Regions from separate parts of the Arachis hypogaea genome. Here region 1 is linked to region 2. Evidence: chromatin contacts called from public Hi-C data. All regions are on one chromosome and are shown on one strand. The core of a region is the stretch at or near the end of the contact, and the rest is flanking DNA. Distances in the headings are between cores, read along the strand shown. Region 1 holds the start of LOC140181872. Region 2 has its middle 4.3 kb from the start of LOC112778308.

Evidence for each region. A called contact is a pair of places that touch in the nucleus more often than the background predicts.
Region 1: a contact with region 2 is called in a Hi-C map of leaf, with 3 times the contacts expected there. The contact joins the promoter of LOC140181872 here to the enhancer-like site in region 2. A contact is called at or near these places in 2 of 8 Hi-C or Micro-C datasets (leaf and an unstated tissue).

What each region holds. Positions count from the first base shown.
Region 1 is chr19:45,553,523-45,556,222 of arahy.Tifrunner.gnm2.J5K5, reverse strand. It overlaps LOC140181872, which reads left to right and starts at 1,386. Exons shown (of 4, transcript XM_072227493.1): 1 at 1,386-1,671; 2 at 1,815-1,866; 3 at 1,951-2,019. The coding sequence starts at 1,557. LOC112776131 (a long non-coding RNA gene) reads left to right here. Exons shown (of 5, transcript XR_011877500.1): 3 at 1-63; 4 at 145-221; 5 at 299-499.
Region 2 is chr19:45,357,802-45,360,501 of arahy.Tifrunner.gnm2.J5K5, reverse strand. No RefSeq gene overlaps it. Among protein-coding and RNA genes, the nearest start is that of LOC112778308, 4.3 kb to the right of the region's middle. Within about 2 kb of position 1,366, at least 2 of the 3 cell types and tissues checked have open chromatin away from gene starts, as enhancers often do.

The DNA of each region.
Region 1 (2,700 bases), core at 137-2,636, 200 kb before region 2:
AATGAAAGGAACAATGGAAAATTCTCCTCATGTTGAACCTCAACACTATTTGCCTGCAACCATGTGAGTTTAACCAACATTCTTCATCACATTTTCTCTTTTCTAAGGATTGTATAATTTCTTATTTTGAGGCACCGAGGACAGCAAGTGTCAGAAATTTAGGGTGCCTAAAGAAAGGAAGGTTACCATGCTAAAAATCTTGCCACAGAGAGGAGATGAAGGTACAAAGAGTTGGTATTTCTTTGGTACTTGTTTATTTGTCATAGACCTATTATGACGTTTTTAACATGTTCACCAGATGCAAACAGAAGTGAATCATATAAGTAGGACAGAGTTCTTGCTTAAGGTATGCTGGGAGCAGAAGCCAGGTGGGTTTTCAAGGTTGATGGAAGCTATAAATTCATTTGGATTTCAAGTGGAAAATGCCAATATGACCACAATTGACGGAAAGGCTCAGATCATTCTAACAGTTGAGGTAAATATGTAATGTTTTATATGTTATATTTTAAGTTGCAGCTAATACACTAAGTTTCAAAATAGATCCTTAATAACTAATTCCTATCAGTTTCACAAAATGAGCTTTCTCTTTCACTATGATATATTGACATAATGGTGGAAGTCTATGACAACTTGGAAATGGTGGAAATCTCTTTGGATTATGTGTGGCCACCTTTAAATTTTAATTTATTTATTTTTGGATATGAAAAAGTCTGCAAATTGATCCATGCAAAGAGATAAGAAGAAGAAAAAGAAAGAAATAGTAGTTTGTTGAGAAACTTAATTCCTACTTAGATTTATTACCTGAGCATGATTTGTTTTCTAAACAATAAAAGGTAGATCATAACATAGAGATTATATTGTATTATTATTATTATTATTATTATTATTATTATTATTATTATTATTATTATTATTATTATTATTATTATTATTATTATTATCATTATTAAGAAATCATATGCCTGCTGGCTGCTGCTAATGAACTTTGAAAGCTAGTGGTGCTCGTGTCTGTTTTAACACCGATAATGATAGTATTATAACAACTAAGCTGGCTATATGGATAAAAAACTTATAGCACTAATTTTAATTTTTAAAAATTTTGGTTTTAGATAATAGAAAAATTTTGGTTTTAGATAATATAAAAGACTTGTAGCACTAGTATTATTATCTTTTAACTTGTGTATTTCCATTTATCAACTTTTGAATTTCTTATGCCATGATAAACTAATTATTGTCTAGTGTGCATTACTCTTGATGGATTGGTAAGGTATTGACTGTGCGTTAAATGTCCATTAAGTGTCTTTCCTTTGCTGCTTCTTTTAACTTGTATATTTTTCCTGATTAACTTTGTTTTATATTATTATTATAATTATTATTATTATCTATATGCTGAAACCGATAAAGAAGCAGGAGATAATAAAGGAGACTCAGATAAGCAGATTTTTCTAAAAAAATTTTCTCCAAATGTTCTGGATATCACACTTGTTGATCTTCCAAGCATAATAAAGGTTCCTGTTAGTGACCAGCCATCTGATATCGAAGCCCGAATCAGAACAATGATCATGTCATATATCAAAGTTCCCTCCTGTCTCATTCTAGCTGTCACACCAGCTAATTTAGATTTGGCTAATTCAGATGCTCTTCAAATGGCGGGAATTGCTGATCCGGATGGTGTGCTTTTGCTTCCTAATGCCTTCAGCTCTATTCTTTTCACATCTCTGTGATTGCATTAAACTGTTTGTTGTGGTAATTAATAAAAATCACATATATATTGAATATTTTCTATTGTTTGTTGATGAACTTCTATCATCTAGCCTTGAAGCTTGTGCTGCAATATTGTGAAAATCTTCCAAAGCTGCTCCTAAGGTAATGAATTTAAATTAGTTCTGATTTTTGGCTTACTTTGAATATCTGAGCAATTTTGTAGTGACTTTAGTGAGTTTTGTATAGGCTGCTAAAAAGCCAAGAATTACAGCTCAAGAACATTATAGACTTGGAATTGCTGATGGTGTTATTCCTGTAAGGAAATTGAAAAGTCCTGCTAGAGATTTTGTCTCATGACCTTCTTTGTGTTTTGAGTTTTGAAATGATGTTAGTACTATGATCTTCTAAATCAAGAAATCATAAAGAAAATTAGTGGAATTAAGGTTGTGCATGGAAACTATCTCAAAAAAGATATACAGAAAAATGTGCAAATTTTGTCATAGGACAAAGACATGTTTGTTTTTGAATTATTCACTTTCTCTAAATAGATTTGTGTCTCATGGTATCTCTATATTTCTGTCTCGAGATAGTTACCAAAGAGGGGCTAACGCCTAAGTTATGACTCTTTGTATTTGCTCATTTGATCTAATGGAAAAAATTAAATATTAAATTAATTGAAAGAAAAAGAAAAATGTACAAGACCAACAATGGTGTTGGTGTAGCAGTTAAGCCATACTATAGCCTAGAAGAAACATTTTTGTAGAGAACACCAATTGGAAGAGCAAGCCTGACTCACCAACAAATTCAACTTTCTGACCATTTTCAACAACAAAAAATTTAGCTCAGCAACAAATTCTTGGCATGAAATTGTATGGCATGAATCTGATTAAAATTGTATGGCATGTTTAGTTACAATTCCATGTATAGCCATGTTGAGAAGTTAGCTGAAGAGATTAAAAAGGGGGCTGCTTCCGTGGAAGGAGTAGAAGCAAAACT
Region 2 (2,700 bases), core at 117-2,616:
GTAGTAGCGCCCTCCTGCCGCTCCCCCTCTCGCGAATGAAGCAATGCCGCACCATATCCAAACGTACCAAGGTCTTAGTTTTGGATGATTCTTTTTATTAGTTTTGGATGTTTCTTTCTCTTAATTTTCAGATGTTTCTTTTTCTTATATTTTGGATGTTTCTTCTTTTTGGGTTTTGGATGATTTTGCAAATAGTTATAGATAATTCTTTTCTTTAATTTTCGGATGTTCTATTTTCAATATTTTACTAAATATCTGTTTTGTTAGGTTTTAAAATTTAAAAAAGATTGCGAAAATCTCATTTTTTTAGGTTTTGAATATTTATTTTTGTTACGCTTCAGATGTTTCTTTTTTAGGAATTTTTAAAATAATTTCAAAAATTTTAAAATAATTTTTCGAATTTTTAAAATGATTAGAGAATTTTTAAAATGAATCTTTAATAATTTTGTCATTTTAGATGTTTGTTATTATTTAATTTTAGATGTCTTTTTTTTGGATTTTTTTTTATTAAGTTTAGATAATTTTTCATGATAATTTGAATTCACGTTTCTTCAAAAAGGTTTTGGATGTTTATTTTTGTTACATGTAAAAATTTTTAAAATAATTTAAAAAATTTTAAAATGAATCTTTAAAATAACTTTACAACAATTTTAGATATTTTTTATTATTTAGTTTTAGATTTTTTAAAATTTCTAATGTATTTTTGTTATTAGATTTTGGAAGTTTTAATGATCATTTGAATTTATATTTTTTTAAAATTAAAAAAAAGAAGAAGCTGAAATTAACTACAGCTGACTGCATTTCTTATTGATCACCTAGTGTAGTTGGGAGCAAAGATAATCATCACAATGGAGAAGTGGATAGCTTTTATGGCGAGAATCTTCTATTCCTCTCCACTACTTGGTTACAAGATGTTGAAATAATAGAAAGAAGTTGGCCACTACATGTCCATGTTTGGCTTTGGAAAGAAACCAGGTAGAATTTGATAAGTTTGGAGTAAATGTTTTTTTTTTATTATTATTTATTCGAAAGATAAAATATTTTTTATAATTTAAAGTTTATTAGTTAATTTTTAATTATTTAATTAATTAGTCTAAATAATATTTGTTATCGAATTAAATGGATTCTAATATATCAATAATTTGTCATTTACAAAATCGTTTAAATTAATTACTTAATTTATTAGGTATCGATTAGGAATTTTTAAATTATTAAAAAATGTTTTGTTATTTGAATAAACAGTCAAAGACAAAAAAAAAAAAAAAGAACATTTACTCCTAAGTTTATGGGTATATACCACAACAACGCCGCACACTGATTGGAAGTATATATAAACTCAGTTGGATAGTCAAATATTTTTTATTCTTATAAAAGAAATTAATTAATTAAAAGAAAGTATGAGTGGAAAGTGTACGAAATGCAATGAAACCAACTCAACAGGGCCACATCTTACAAATAAAGTTTGGATTATTATGAAGGCGTTTTGTAGATTAGAGACATCTTTTTTGAAAAAATCCTAATAAAAGATGATGCGAGGACAGCGATTTTCCACCCAGGTTGGGCTTTTAATGAAGACAAATAATGATTTTGGTTGCAAAAGAAGGGTTCAAACTCGCAGAACATCAGTGTTTCTTCACTGTGCACATTCCCTTTTTCTAAAAAGTAAAACTTGTGTTATATATATACTTTTTTATTTTTTAATTTATCCTATTAAATAATAAATGAAAGACCTAATACGTATTTCACATTTTATGATAGCTAGATTAGAAAGTGGAAAATATTATTTTAAAATAGAGATATTTTATTCTTTTTTAATCAATGATTTAAGTATTAGTTTTGATTTTTGATAAATTATTATTTTGACACCTAAAATGTGGTGTTTTAGACAAAAAATCATTAAAAGAAAGAAAAACATTTGTAATTTTGAAAAGATCACAAAATTATGACAAATTTGTTAAAATGAAATCATGAGTACCTTTTTTATTTAAAAACTGTTTAACCAAAATTAACATTTTTGAAACGGTAAAACAGTGGTTTACCTTTGTATTATTATTGTGCAACAATGTCTAAATACTAAATAGAGTGACATGTAATGCAATAATAGTAAGACTTTTCCAAAGGAGAAGTATGTGGTTATTTTAGAGTTTAGTGATTGACTGTATTATGTGTCAGTGGCCTTGGGATGAGGCTTTGAGAGGTCCCTTTGATGGTAGCTTAGCTTTTTTACACACAAACCCAAATCTCTTCTCTTTAGTCTTTAGATCTTAGACCTTAGTAGTTGAATCACTGTTTAACCTTGTTGACTGACAGGTCTTCTGGTCTTTGTTGTTTTGCTTTCTTAGTGAAAGTCCAAAACATGTTCTTATTTCCAAATTTTAATATTTTAATTAATTAATTAATTAATTAATAACAGCCACATTCCTAGATAGACAACACTAGCTTATTTTAAATGATGCATGCAATAGCAAAAAATTCTAAATGTGTTATAATTAAATAATCATCACAGGCTATGCTATAGCCTCCATAATTATTAGATCAAAAAATTAAACAGAATAATCATACACACATCAAGTAAAAAATAAATAAATAAATAATTAAAATAAATTAACATCAGTCTTTTTCTTTTTTGATATAAAATTTAAGTGGAAGTTGGTGCTGATATCCATCAAGATCTGGAAAAAAAAAATCCTCAACTTCTTT